Regions from separate parts of the Mus musculus genome. Here all the other regions are linked to region 1. The links are chromatin contacts, called in public promoter capture Hi-C maps. All regions are on one chromosome and are shown on one strand. Each heading gives the region's core, a stretch centred on a gene start, on an enhancer-like site or on the middle of the called end of the contact. The rest is flanking DNA. Distances are from core to core; before and after follow the strand shown. Region 1 holds the start of Atcayos (ataxia, cerebellar, Cayman type, opposite strand). Region 2 holds the start of Palm (paralemmin). Region 3 holds the start of Gzmm (granzyme M (lymphocyte met-ase 1)). Region 4 holds the start of Ptbp1 (polypyrimidine tract binding protein 1). Region 5 holds the start of Prtn3 (proteinase 3).

What was found. Promoter capture Hi-C pulls out the DNA fragments that hold promoters and counts their contacts. Capture Hi-C pulls out chosen DNA fragments and counts their contacts.
Region 2: a promoter capture Hi-C map of neutrophils shows a contact between it and region 1, with 4 times the contacts expected there. The contact joins the promoter of Palm here to the promoter of Atcayos in region 1. A contact is called at or near these places in 4 of 39 promoter capture datasets (hippocampal neurons, liver and neutrophils), 1 of 484 Hi-C or Micro-C datasets (B cells), 1 of 115 datasets of contacts at active chromatin or transcription factors (pancreatic cancer cells) and 1 of 9 other capture datasets (liver).
Region 3: a contact with region 1 is called in a promoter capture Hi-C map of pre-B cells, with 4 times the contacts expected there. The contact joins the promoter of Gzmm here to the promoter of Atcayos in region 1. A contact is called at or near these places in 2 of 39 promoter capture datasets (hippocampal neurons and pre-B cells) and 1 of 115 datasets of contacts at active chromatin or transcription factors (pancreatic cancer cells).
Region 4: a contact with region 1 is called in a promoter capture Hi-C map of liver, with 3 times the contacts expected there. The contact joins the promoter of Ptbp1 here to the promoter of Atcayos in region 1. A contact is called at or near these places in 1 of 484 Hi-C or Micro-C datasets (muscle stem cells), 4 of 115 datasets of contacts at active chromatin or transcription factors (embryonic forebrain, fetal liver, pancreatic cancer cells and 1 more) and 2 of 9 other capture datasets (adipose tissue and liver).
Region 5: a promoter capture Hi-C map of liver shows a contact between it and region 1, with 5 times the contacts expected there. The contact joins the promoter of Prtn3 here to the promoter of Atcayos in region 1. A contact is called at or near these places in 2 of 115 datasets of contacts at active chromatin or transcription factors (fibro-adipogenic progenitors and pancreatic cancer cells) and 2 of 9 other capture datasets (adipose tissue and liver).

The regions. Positions count from the first base shown.
Region 1 is chr10:81,193,241-81,195,940 of GRCm38.p6, reverse strand. Atcayos (ataxia, cerebellar, Cayman type, opposite strand) reads right to left here and starts at 1,250. Exons shown (of 3, transcript NR_015477.1): 1 at 1,219-1,250.
Region 2 is chr10:79,792,171-79,794,870 of GRCm38.p6, reverse strand. Palm (paralemmin) reads right to left here and starts at 1,299. Exons shown (of 9, transcript NM_023128.4): 1 at 1,131-1,299. The coding sequence starts at 1,135. It also overlaps a transcript of Prss57 not described here.
Region 3 is chr10:79,687,650-79,690,349 of GRCm38.p6, reverse strand. Gzmm (granzyme M (lymphocyte met-ase 1)) reads right to left here and starts at 1,330. Exons shown (of 5, transcript NM_008504.3): 1 at 885-1,330. The coding sequence starts at 939. Cdc34 (cell division cycle 34) reads right to left here. Exons shown (of 5, transcript NM_177613.2): 5 at 1,952-2,501. The coding sequence ends at 2,291.
Region 4 is chr10:79,853,133-79,855,832 of GRCm38.p6, reverse strand. It overlaps Ptbp1 (polypyrimidine tract binding protein 1), which reads right to left and starts at 1,401. Exons shown (of 14, transcript NM_001077363.2): 1 at 1,112-1,401. The coding sequence starts at 1,119. It overlaps E130317F20Rik (RIKEN cDNA E130317F20 gene), which reads left to right and starts at 862. Exons shown (of 1, transcript NR_029447.1): 1 at 862-2,700.
Region 5 is chr10:79,878,228-79,880,927 of GRCm38.p6, reverse strand. Prtn3 (proteinase 3) reads right to left here and starts at 1,261. Exons shown (of 5, transcript NM_011178.2): 1 at 1,186-1,261; 2 at 335-500. The coding sequence starts at 1,252.

The DNA of each region.
Region 1 (2,700 bases), core at 1-2,500:
ATAAGGTCCCCTGCCTGGCTGGATTTCCAGACTCCATACAGACACTGCTGTGCCTCAGTTGAGTTGAGTCCTAGGGATTCTGACCAAGGTCCCCACGCACTCGAGACAAACACTTTATCCACCGAACCAGATTCTCAGCTTTTCTTGTTGACTCTCCTGCCCCACACTTAACCCTAGGACTGTGACCTCACCAAAACCCACACACCCCAAGTCCTAATAACCACACCCAGAGACTGAGGTGATAGTGGTGGTTTGCTCAGGACCTGGAGATGGGTGACAGGCAGCCCTCCCCACCCTGTGCTGTCCTATCCCTGCACTGACACCTGTCACAGACATCAGCCAGCGCTCAGCGGAACACTCAGTCAGCACTTAGACCCCAGGGCCCCACCTGGTCCAACACTGTCACCTGCAAAGGTCACTGCTCTCCAGACCTCAGGTCTCCAAGGGCCAGGGAAGAGATGGGCATCCTGGACACTAAGTGGAAGATCAGCCAAAGCCAGAGGGGAGGGGCTGACAGGAGCCAGAAGTCACTAGTGGTGGGTGTCCCCAGGTCATCCACCCTACCCCCACACACCACCATGCACCCGGTGACTGCAAGTTGTCTGGAAAGGAACTTCTCATCTCCTCGTCTCTCCAGCCATCAGGAGTAGGTCTGCAGTAATGGGTCACAGGTGGAATTTGGGGACACACCTTGGGTTTATGCATGTGGGACAGCCACAAAATCCCTTTAGCCAGGAGTTGTGGTGCGTGTCTTTGATCCCAGCGCTCAGGAGGCAGAGAGAAGAGGATTTCCCTGAGTCCAGGGCCAGCCTGGACATATCAAGTTCCAGGACAGGCAGGGCTACAGAGACCCTACCTCAAAAAAAAAAAAAAAATGGCTTTGGCTTTGAACTACAGAGAAGTTCAGGGAGCTGCATACCCAGAGGAGAACTGAGTTTGGGGACACAGAGAGTCCCCTCTTTGATCCCCCAGCTCTTCACCACCCACACCAAGACACACATGCATTCTTGGGGGTCACTTGGGTAGGATGGGATGTCCCTGGCTCTGCACCCTTTAGATGACAGCTCCTCCTGCCCGCTGTCCCACAAGCCTTCGGGACCAGCAGGGTCTGTGTTTCACTCATCCTTCGTTTTAACACAATTCTTTGACTTTTGGGGTCATTTCTGCCGCAGGAAGCCTGGGTGAGGGCCAAGGAGGGGAGATGGTTGGCGTACTTACTTTTGTTTAAGATCTCAGGGGTTGAAGGAGCCGCTTGGGGTTGGCGTGCTCGGCTTTATAGACACGACGCCGGCTCCCCGCCAGGTTATTAATAGCGAGGGAGCTGCTTGCCCTAGTATGGTCAAGAGCTGAGCGACCGCGAACGTGGCTAGGCCCGGTCTGCTACGTGCACCTGTTCCAGGCTGTGACGGGGGTGGGGGGTTGGGTCGGGTGGAGGTGGGGGCGGGATGGCGCACAGCAGTGCCCTCTGACCTACAAGAGGCTAAACCCGAGGGAGCTTGTGGGGAGGTACGAACTAGACCACAAACACAGATCAAGGATACATAGTGAAAGCCTGTCTCAAAAACGTATAAATGCGTCAATTAACTGATTAAGACTCAACTCAGGGGGCCTTGCTACTAAGCCCCAGACGTCTGACAAGGCTCATAACTTGGGGTGTCTGGTTACCAGCTTTGGAGACACAAGAACTCATTGGCCCCTGGAGTTTAAAGCGGGTTGAGAAGCCACAGGGGTTTGTCAGCTGTGTCGGCCCTATCAGCTGTCGTCAGCGTTACCTGAAGCCACGAGCCCGTCCTCACTAACCGGGTGAAGCCCTGATACGGAAACAGAAACCTGGTGCACACACCCGGAGCCGGCATTCTCCGGTCCCCCATTCCAGCTTGAACCTATCTGTTCTATATCATTCCTCTTCTGCCTACAGCTCAGCCCCACCTTCGTTCAATTTAGCTAACAGACCAATCTTCCCAAATAACGCTCCATTTCTGGGTCCCGAGGATGCTCTATTACACGTTCATATTTTTGTAAAATGTGGGCTTATCGGGAAAGCTCGTGAAGGGGCCTATGGCAACAGCTTTAAAAAAATTATTTATTTTATGTATATGAGTACACTGTAGCTGTCTTCAGACACACCAGAAGAGGGCATCAGATCCCATTATAAATGGTTGTGAGCCACCATGTGGTTGCTGGGAATTGAACTCAGGACCCCTGGAAGAGCAGTCAGTGCTCTTAACAGCTGAGCCATCTCTCCAGTCACTTTTTTTTTTTTGAGATGGGTTTTTAGGTGTAGTCCTGGAACTCACTCTGTAGACCAGGATGACCTTGAATTCACAAATCCGGATCCCCAGGCCTTTGCCATCCCACATGGCTTCTCTATGAGCTTGTGTCTGTGCATCATGTGCACGCCCCATGCCCATAGACAGCGGAAGGTGTTGGATCCCAGAATCTTGACCTACAGGTGGTTAAGCTGCCATAGGGTGTGGGACTCAGAGAGGGCAGCCAGCATTCAGACTTTGGAACCTGGCCTGGCTCTCTCCTGCCGCCTCACAGTGGCTGTGCACACGACAGCATCTGAATGCCGCAGACCCCGTTACTGCTCATTATACAAACTGACCCAGAGCCCCAGGGACAGATCAGGCAGGACTCAGCTGTCACAAACTGCCTCGGCCTCCACGAGTTGGGATGACAGGTGCATATCCTCTAAGT
Region 2 (2,700 bases), core at 50-2,549, 1.4 Mb after region 1:
TGGGCTTTCTGAAGTAAAGGACGCCAGGGCTGGGTGTCAGCCTTCTTGGCCAGGGAAGGATGTGACAGCTCCCACCCATCGGAGGGTGTGGCGGGTCACGGGTTAATCCCAAGAGGAAAGTTGTCTTGCACAAAACACACCCAGAGAGGGAAGGGCAGGGGGAGCGGTCACCAGCCAAGTCGGGCTGGCCAGACTGCTCTGTCCCAGCCCTGGCTTCGGTAAGGACAGGCTCCCTGTGTGGGATGCCCCAAGACACCAAGCAGGCAGATTTGTGACCTAGAAGATGTTTTCCTACCACCAGGCTTGTCAAGCACCCCTAGACCACCTATCTTTCCCACCTGTGGGAGTAAGGGGCTTGGGGGACACCCTCACGTTGCCCAGAGCGGGCTGCATGCCTGAACGGGCCCCGGTGCGTATGAAATCTTCCACTGCCCATCGCTTCGCAAACCCACACAAACAGACCCCAGCTCACTCAGACTAGGTTTGGGGACTGGGTTCCACCATCATTTTCAACCTCAGTCAGCCACTCCTTTGAGTCACACCATCTGGTCCCCGCTTTTTCTGGGAAGGGGGAGGGGATACTCTTAGAGGGAAAGGGGGAAATCTGATTAAAGCTTCTGTCAGGGAACCGCCCGCCTAGCTCTCCACAGAAATCTACCTCTCCAGCCAGTGGCAACTCAGGACATCTAAGGGGTCGGAATTGGTTTGGCCAAGAGGCTGCGGACCCAGAAGAGGCCACGAGGAGGGCAGAGCGCAGGAAGGACCGACAGAAGCGCCAGGAGCAGCAAGCCGAAGCTGGGGGAGGGGAAGCGGGGAGCACCCAGCCTCTTGAGTAAGGGTCCCATTACTTCCGAAGTCCCGCAGCCTCTTGGGGGGGGGGCGCCCACCCACAGGTGGCCCAGCTTGGATAAAGGGTCTTGCGCGCGCGTGGGCCTCTCTCCTTTGCATCCTGCAAGAGATGTGTGGTGCAACCCAGGTGCCCCCCCCTCCAGCTTGATTGGGGACCAGGCCTGGAGTGCGCGGCCCAGCTCGATCCTTCCCTTTTGCAGCTGGGCACGGTCTCCCCGCGTCGCCTCTAGGTTCCCCGTTGGGGGCCTGGGGCGTCAGAGCGCGCGCGGCCGGGTACTCACTCCATCTCCCGCGAGGTCCGTGGGCGGTGCAGCGCGGGGCAGGGCCGACTCTAGGGCCTGGCGGCCGGGGCTGTGCGGCGCGGGGGCGGCACCGGGGCGGGCATCGTCCCCAGCGCGCCGGGTATTGTCCGGGCGCGGCCGGGTGGGCTCGTGTGCGCGCCGCCTCTGCGCGTTCCCTGTATCCCTCGCGCCCGCGCGCGCCTCCTGCTGGCCGCAGACGCTCCGCACCGCGCAGCTGCACCCCAAAACGTCGCAGAGATCCCGGACCCAGTCACCCTGAGTTCTCCATGGAATGAAAGGAGTCCTGATATAGTTTAGGGCCCCAAGTCGGACCCCCGACCCGCGAGAGAGCCACAGCAGCAGCTCTTGAGGGGGTTCAGTTCCTGCACGAGGCCCAGCCTGGGCCAATGGCTGGATATGGTTTACTGAACTCAGGAGTTTAGTCAGCCCTGTGATGCTGCCAGACTGAGCAAAGGGGTATTGGGTGAACTTAGACTTTGTTCCCAGGGCACTGGAGAGCCACAGTAAGAAAGACATAGGGCCTGTCTCCCTCAGAGAGTGCACCATGTGACTTTCTGCCTGGACTGCAGCTCCTTGGCCTTAGACACTCACTGGGCCTTGGGGCAGCGCAGGGAGAGTGAGTCACAAAATTCGCTTCTCTGATAGAGTCGTTGTCCTTTGGTTTGGTTTTGGAGACTGTATGCTCACTTTGTGTGCACGTGGAGGTCCCAGGACATCTTCCACTGCCTTCCTGCCAAGCCACCCACTTTCCCTTGGACTTCTTTTGAAATTATGTAGACTAATATGTAGACTAGGCTGTCCTGAAAGTACCCACTGCCTTAGCCAGGCCTGCACCACCACACCTATCTTCCCTGGGTTTGGATCTGGGCTCACCGGTATAGTGGTGTGTGATTCTGTGTCTGTTTCTCAGCCTTTTCACCTCTCTGCCCATCCCACCTCCTCAGATGCTAGAGGGCTAACGGTGTCGTCTCACCTGGACACACTGAGGGTCAGGCGAACTTTTCAGATAAAAGGCCAGATAGTAAACACTGCCAGCATTGTTGGCCAGGTGGTTTGTGTTGCAAGGACAGTACACTTATCATGAACACCAGAGGAGCTGGAGGAGATCTGTGAAGTGGTTCTGTGTCAATAAAACTTTATCAACATTGATGGGCTCTATGCTGTGTGTCAATAAAACTTTACTGACAAAGACAGGCTGAATGCTATATTTTGCTGAGCCTGCATTATTAGATGCTCAGACTGACAGCTGGTATCTTCCATGTTCCTGGACCACTGTCTTTTCAGTCAAAAGAGAATGACTGAGTTCTTACTGTATGCTCTGGGGATTCAGGACACTATCTTTGTCTCCTAAGCAAGTGAGTTAAGATTTAGGGCTGGTGAGATGGCTCAGTGGGTAAGAGCACCCGACTGCTCTTCTGAAGGTCAGGAGTTCAAATCCCAGCAACCACATGGTGGCTTACAACCATCCGAAACAAGATCTGACTCCCTCTTCTGGAGTGTCTGAGGACAGCTACAGTGTACTTACATATAATAAATAAATAAATCTTTA
Region 3 (2,700 bases), core at 81-2,580, 1.5 Mb after region 1:
TCAGAGACCAAGTCTGGTGTTTTCTGCATTGCCCTATACCTTAATTGAGGCTTCACTGATTCAGCACATTCCCAGAGCCTCAGGGACCCTGTGGCTTGGCTCGTCCCCTAGAGCTGGGGTTACAGGCATGAGACACAGCTCTACAGTGAGTTGTAGGCCATCTGTACCTCAGGATGGTAGCACAGCCTCTCATTGACCAAACTCAAGAAGCGGGTATTTACTTATAAATTCCAGGCCAGCCAGGGCTACATGGCAATACCTTTACAAAAAGAAAGTCATGTGTGGTAGCCACACACCTCTAATGTCAGTGCTCAGGAGGCTCTGTAGCACAGATGGCCTCAAACTCACTGGAGAGCAAGGGTTTGAGCAAGGGTTTGAATTCCTGGTCTTCCACCTCCAGTGCTAGGATGACAGGTGTGCTCTACCATGCCTGGTGGAATGGAGTATGGAGCCCAGGTTTTCTGTACACCAGGCATATGCCCCAACTTAAGCTATATCCTTAACCCCATTTTGTTTCCTCTGATAGGTCTCACTCTAACTGAACTCATGGCAATCCTCCTGCCTCAGACCCCTCAAATACTGAGCTCAGAGGCCTGTCACCAGGCTACGTGGTTTTCTTTCTTTTTTTTTTTGAGACAGGGTTTCTCTGTATAGCTCTGGGGGTCCTGGAACTCACTTTGTAGACCAGGCTGGCCTCGAACTCAGAAATCCGCCTGCCTCTGCCTCCCAAGTGCTGGGATTAAAGACGCGCGCCACCGCGCCCGGCTCTACGCTGTTTTTACTCAGGGTTCTGAATCATCTGCTAGTTTCCCTGTACGTAATGCCTCCCATCCACAGCCCTCTGGATACCCGGCTCTGGGCCTCAGTTTCCCCCGAATGCTCACCTGCCCACAGTGTTTTCAGGGCCAGCAGTAGCAGCAGGGACCAGCAGACCTCCATCCTGGCACAGGATCAGTGGTCCCTGGGGGAAAGGGTTCCCCACTCTCTCTTCCTGTGGGGACAGGTGGCCTTCCCAGTACCACCCACCTTGCACAAGTGTCAACTCCTCCTACTTCACACCCTGCTGTGTGGTTTTAGAAAGCAATTCTGCTGTCAAAGCTGCCCCCTGCCTGGGGGGCAGCAACTATAGCCCAGTGATGCTCATTCTGGTGATTAGCACCAGGTAAACACTGGGTCTGTCTCAATGGACCTCAACCCCCACAGAGGATGACTCACAGGGTCAGTTCTCTCCTTGAGCCGTGTAGGTCCTGTGCTAGGCTTGGTGGCAGGCCTCTACCCACTGAGCCTTACTGCTGGCCCTGCAACTTTGTACATAAGGCTGGCTGCAAATTATACGGGTAGAGGAAGGCCTGAACTAACGCCTTTCCAACAACTTGTCCTTCTCTCATCAGTTATAAGCAGCACAGGTTCCATGAAGTGCTATTCAGTAGAGTACAGCTTTGTTCTGGAGACTGGAACTCTGGAGAGTTAACAGGCCCACGCAATGAAAGTGACACTTTCTTTTCCTTTCTTTACATGGCACCCAATGCTATTTCAGCACTGGGTCACTGTAGCCACCCTGCACAGCATGATGTGGTCAGAGCATCACTCAGCCTGTCCTTCCTGTGGGGAGTCACCAGGCTGCCTGCCACAGGGACTCCTCAGGCAGGCACTGGAGTTCCCAGGGCTGAAGAAGTGCCCAGGACACAAGGACTGCTGGGATACTAGTCCTCTGCACGCCTCAGGACCCAGGCCTTCTGACTGCAGGATGGAGGCGGACACAGACAGCCACAGTGCCAGATGCAGGAAGGTGGGATCTGCAGGCAGCAAGTTGCTTCTGGGCCTGGGGCCCCTGTACAATCCTGAGCCTTAACAGTCACTATCTCTTCCTGCCCATCCCACGGCCTTGGCCGGGCTACCCAGGTGGCCCTCAGTACCGAGTGCCACCGGCGTCCTAGGTGATTCTCTCAGCTTCTCAGAAAGCTATTTTATTTTATTTCACACACACCAAAAGCAGAGAGGAGACTGTGGTGCTGGCCTTCCTTGGGCTGGGCTGGAGTCTCTGGCTCCCCACCAGGCAGTCGGTCCCCAGCCTCCCAGGCTTGTCATCATCTGAAAGCTGAGTGGGGTGTTTGCCCTGCACCACAGCTCTTCTCCAAAGCCGAGGAAAACCCATGGGGAATACGGGGTAAGAGGACCTAAGGATCATGGGATGGGAGCCCACATGGAACCTCGGTGAGGTAGTCTGTCGCCTGAGGCCCACACGGGTCCTGCTGAGGTAAAATTTGTAAGTTTATTTCAGGGACGTGGGTCAGGACTCTTCGGTGCCAGAGTCATCCTCTTCATCCCCAAAGCAGCTGTCGGCCTCCTCCACTTCGCCGTCCTCATAGTAGTCGTCGTAGAAGAGGTCCGAGCCCTCGTCGGGCGCCGGCGCCTTGGTCTTCACGCAGTACTCGGCCAGCGTAGTGGGCACCTTCACACCATCGCGCTCCGCGTCCACCTTGGTCCCCAGGACCTGCTTCCTGGGGAGACAGGGCAGGTGAGGCCAAGGCCCAGGACAATGGGATTCCAAGAATAGACACTGAATGGAGGGCAGGGAGCAGGTGGGAGGGAATAAAGGGCGTGGGGACAAGGAGTGGCCAGTTCCCAGCAGGAAGGTAACCACAGCTGGCTGTGGGAAACAGGTTTGTCACTTAGTACTTGGAGGCTGAGGCAGGAGGC
Region 4 (2,700 bases), core at 152-2,651, 1.3 Mb after region 1:
ACTCACTTCGATCTGCCTATCTCTGGCAGGATTAAAGGTGTGCACCACCACACCCCGCTCAAAGATCCTCGGTAAGTTGCTCAAAGGAGGCAACTGGAGACTCCTGTCTGTCATCTCAGCACTTAGAAGGCTGAGGCAGGAGGACTGCCATAGGTACTCAGCTTGAAGCTAGGCCAAACTACTTTTCAGAATCGTGTTAAAAGGAAAGCCGCTTACTAAGCCTGGTGACTCAAAGCACTAGGGAGGTTAAGGTGGGGAAAATCAGGAATTCAAGGCCAGTCCTTATCCAAAAGCCAAACAAAAAGTTTCAACAAAAAAGTCGGGGCCTGGTGACGCAGGCCTTTAGTCCCATCACTACGCAAGCAGAGGCAAGCGCAAGCAGATCTTTCAGACCAGCCTACAATGAGATCCGGTCTCCAAAACAAACCGAAAACTACAAAAAGTTGCCAGTGGAGGGGGCATCCGGGAAGCATGTGGGAGATACGGATGCCAGGCCGGCGCCCACACCGGAGACCGAACTGAACCTCACTCTGGCCCACCCGCCCCTCCAATGGGGGGCCCTGGAGGCCTCCTCCGGACACCTCCCCCCAGGCGGGAAGGGCGGGCGCGTTCGGCACAGGTCCGCGCGCGTGCCCGCACCAGGGCGCGCGCCCTACTACGCGCGCGCACCCGGGGTCGCATGCGGCGTGCGAAGCGACATTGCTCGGGGCACAGGGCGAGCCGGCCGGATTGGAGCACGGCAGGCGGGAAGGATCGCAGCGGCCGAGCCGCTCCGAGTGAGCGCGTCTCACCGGAGGGAGCGCGCGTGCACGCGGAGGGCGGGAGGGGGGCGCTGGGTTCCTCCGGATGAACCGCGCGGGCACCGGAAGTGCGCTGGGCGAGGGGCTTAAGGGGAGCCGAAAGCTGGGTGCGGTCGCCCTAAGCCAACCGGCTTCCTTAAGGGCCTCAGACGCCCGGGATTCCGAGCGCGCCACGCGGAACGAGGCCACACGCACGCGCCCATTGCAGCGGTTAGAGGGATCGGCGGGGGCCAAAAGTCCACGCGCGCGGCAGCGATGGCTGGGACGGAGTGGTGAGCGGAGCGGCGTGCGAGGGGCGCGGCAGGACTTACCCGTCCATGGCACACGGAAGAGACCCGCGGGGAACGGAGCGGAGGCGCAGGAATAGCAGAAACCGACCCAACGGCTCCGAGTTATAGACTCACAAGATGGCGGAGACGCCCGCACACGTCCCCCGCGCGCGATCCTCATTGGTTCCCGCTGCGGTCTGTGGGCGTGGTCAACCCCGCCTGCCCCCGCCAGGGCCTTCTATTGGTCAAAAGGTTACTCCAAGGGCGAAACGCATCCAGACAGCAGACAGCTGTTGGGCGGGACGGCCGTCAGTCAAGACGGAAGACGGAAACGGCCGGTGGGGGAGGGGGAGGGAGTGAATGAGTAGACGCACGTGATACCATCTGAGCCAATGAGCGAGCCTTTGTTCGACCCGTGGGACGCCATCTTGAGAGTGGGTACGTGGCGGGTCAGACGCAGAGAAGCGTGCATTCTGGAGGTTGCCTCCATATTGCAAGCAGGCACTGGAAGCCGTTAGCCTCCAACGTGAGAGTAAAGCAAGCTGCTTCGCCATCTTAGAAGCGGGCAGAAAACCCCGTATTGCCCTAGCTTGCTTGTGGTCACGTGGCCAGAATTTGGCCTTTCAACCGAGTTTCTCCTGGACTAGATCGCAACGAGGTGGAGGCCACGTGCTTCATAGACGCAGTCGCGACTAGATTGTGAATCATCTCTTTCCGTCTTTTGTCTACCCACAGCAGCCAAGCTCCATCTGTGTCGCAGGGATGGGGAAACCGAGGAAAGGAGCCGCAGTGTGGCTGGTTCTGCCTAAAGCTGGGGAAACGAGGCTACAAACTCAGCAGCCGCAGAATCCACTGGAGGGACGAAACTCCGCCCTCTTGTACCTTCACCCCAGCAGCCAGGATTCTGCCTTCCAGTCCTGGGGTATCACAAAGCAAGACGGGTTCTCCAAGGCCTAGTGCAGGCTATAAAACAGATCCTTTGGTAGGACTCCCAAAGGCACAAACTATCCGGATTCTTGTCTGCCTGGTTATCTGCTAAAAAAAAAAAAAAAGCCAGGCAAGGGGGAAAAGTTTCTCCTCCGCCCTGCACGGGAGGTGAGCCCAGAGCACTGGCCTCCCTTTTCTGTAATACAGGGCTCGTGGGAGGCGGGGCAAAGGGGCTGGCGGCTATACTGGTTTCCTTGCAGATCTGGCCAGGGGCCCAACAGCCTTGGAGCCCCAACGCGGGCTTGGTGCCAGAGGATTCCAGCCTGGATTAGGGGCGGCTGCCGATTTCCATGGAGGCCGCGCTGGGAGTGAGGTCTTTCAGGCCCCAGCCAGCCGGCACAGCAGCTAGCTTGAAGGCCCAGAATCACTAATCAGGACCGTCTCGCGGATTTAGAAAACACATACACACACACAACAAGGCATAGGATTTGAGCCCTCTGGGACTCCCATCAGGTCCTGGCTGGACCATCAGGGATAAGGTTGGCTGCCAGTTTTTGTTCTCTGGGTGGCTGGTGCCAAGCAGGAGCCCCACCCTCAGAAGCTAACCTGCACGGGTGGCTGCCAGTGAAGTTGGAGGCTGCTCATGTCCAAGAAGCACAGGTCTACACTAGCAGAGTTTGTTGAAAGCCATTTCAGAGACCTCC
Region 5 (2,700 bases), core at 12-2,511, 1.3 Mb after region 1:
GGAATCCAGGTGGGGCTCTACCATAACCACGCCCCCTAGTCGCTCACTGGGGGATTCTAGGCAGGTAGGAGGAACTCTACCCTGACCGTGCCCACAGACCCTTCCCTGGGGAATTCTAGAAGGGATATTTACCCTAACCACTCCCCTATCCCCTTCACTGGGGGATTCTAGGTGAGAGAAAGTCTCTGTTGAAATAATCTCCTGGAGAACGCATGGGGAAGAGCTGAGGCAGGTCTAGAGGGAGCCTTTGGAAGGGGAAGAGACTATGAGGTACCCATCCAGGGCTTTGCTGTCAGTTCAGACCTGCCACTCCCTCGCTGTCTCCTGAACTCACATGTCCTGCAGGCAGTGGGCGGCTGTCAGCACGAATCTCGGGTGGATCAGGGTGCCACCACAGAAGTGGCTCCCAGGGAACCTGCTCAGCTGCAGGGATGCCACATAAGGCCGAGAGTGGGGCCGAGCCTCGTGCCCACCTACAATCTTGGAGGCCTGGACTGCGCCTAGGGGAAGTAGGTGTCAGGAATGCAGCCTGAAGGGTTCCAGCCATGAGAGCCACAGTCTGTTCTACCTATGGTTTTAAAGTGACCTGTGCCTGGGGAGGAGTCGGGGGCTGACTTGAGTCTACACGTATTATTTTGTTTTGAGATAGTGTCTCACACTGTGGTCCAGGGTGGCCTTGAACTCAGCGAGATCTGCATGCCTCTGCCTCCCAACTGCTGGGATTAAAGATGTGCGCCATTCAGCTTGGCTGGTAATTCCTGATTCCCTGGAAATTCCTCCCTGCAGTGAGAGTCCGTGGGCGGCACACATACAGTAAGAACCCATCAAGGGCTGAAGCTGGTGTTGGGTTCAGTGGGTAGAGTCGTGGCTTACACGCACAAAGCCCTAGGTCCCACATCCAGTGCCACAGAAACACAGCATGGGAGCTTGCTACCCCAGTACTGAGATGAGGCATGAGGGCCAGGAGGTCAAAGCTGATTTGCTATAATGTAGCAAAGGCCAGCCTGGGCTACTTAAGACTCTGTCTAAAAAAGAACCCTAAAACAGAAGGAAAGCAGTCAATGCCCCCTCTCATTCTTTCCTTCCCAAGCATTTAACCAGGGGATGCCCTGACCTTCCCAGCTATTCTAGGAAGGTGCTGGTTAATGAACAGCTCCCCACCCCCCCACCCACACACACACTCACCACCAACCACCAGGGCAAGCAGCAGGAAGGGATGGATCCCCTTGGGGGATGGGTAGCTTCCAGCCATGGCCAGGCTCCTGGCATCCTGCTTGCTGGGGCCCTCTTATAGCCCAGCTCTGCCGGGAGCCGTTGAACAGTGGCTAAAGGCTGGGCTGTGGGTCCCACTTCCTCCTTCCAGTTTGGGGGCCCAGGAATGTTTGCAGTAGGGCAGGACGCAGGGGGTCTCTCTGGAGGCACAGGAAGCCCTCTGCCACCCAGAGCGTGCTGAGGGTCCTGGGACAAGCCACTTTAGTACCCACTCAGCTATGATCCACAGATCCTGTGATACACCCCCCATCGATGACCCTCCCCATTAATAACCTGCCTAGATTTTACTTTGGGAGTTCATTATTTCTCCTCTAATGTTGTAGTGTGTGTGTGTGTGTGTGTGTGTGTGTGTGTGTGTATGTGTGTTCATTTTAAACAGGGTTGCATGTAACCCTGGCTAGCCATGAACTCACCACGTATCCAAGGTTCCTTCTGCCTCAGCCTCCTGCACGCTCGGATGACAAGTATGCACTTCTGCACTGGGATAATTTCCTATTCTTTTCTCTTTACTGGTTTTTTTTCATATAAATATATATATTGTGTGTGTGTTTTATTTCTTTTTAATTTATATATCTTAAATTTTTTAATCTTTCTTTCTCTCTCTCTCTCTCTCTTTCTTTCTTTCTTTCTTTCTTTCTTTCTTTCTTTCTTTCTTTCTTTCTTTCTTTCTGCATAGGCATGTGTGGATGCACATGCATAGAGTGGCCTGAGGTTGACACAAGGTATCTTCCTCAGTGACTCTCCACCTTATATTGAGGCAGGGGCTCTCTCTAAGGTTTCAGTCAATCAGCTCTCTAGCTTGTTGGGGGAGAGGTGTCCCTGTCTTCTTCTGGGCCTCCTTACACAAATGCTCGGAAATACAGGAGGCTGTCTCCGCTGTGGACACGGGTTCTGGGGACTGGAACTGCAGCCCTCCCTTCTGCCATAGTGCTTTACCCACTGAGCTATCTGGCCCTTTCCCTCCCCATCCACCCCTGTTTATTAAATCCCAAACCAACATCAATCCTCCTGCCTCTGTGCTGGGATCACAGAGCAAATATATTCATTTATTATAAAATAGTCTAGCACAGCAATGGTGGCACACGCATTTAATCCCAGCACTCAGGAGGCAGAGGCAAGAGGAGCTCTTGTGAGTTCGAGGCCAGCCTGGTCTACAGAGCGAGTTCCTGGACAGCCAGGGCTACACAGAAACCCTGTCTCAAACCTAAAAAAAAAAAAATCAATAAATGAAATAGTCTAAACCCATAGAACACTGGGATACAGCCAAGTATTGAGCACTTGCTTAGGCTGCATAAGGCCCTGAGTTCCATCCCAGGAGTACAAAGTTAATGCATTCATTCCTATATGAACGAACTTCTCCATGTGTGCATGTGTGTCGTGTCTGCACAGCGGGTCGGAGGATAACAGTCAAGAGTAAGTTCTCTCCGT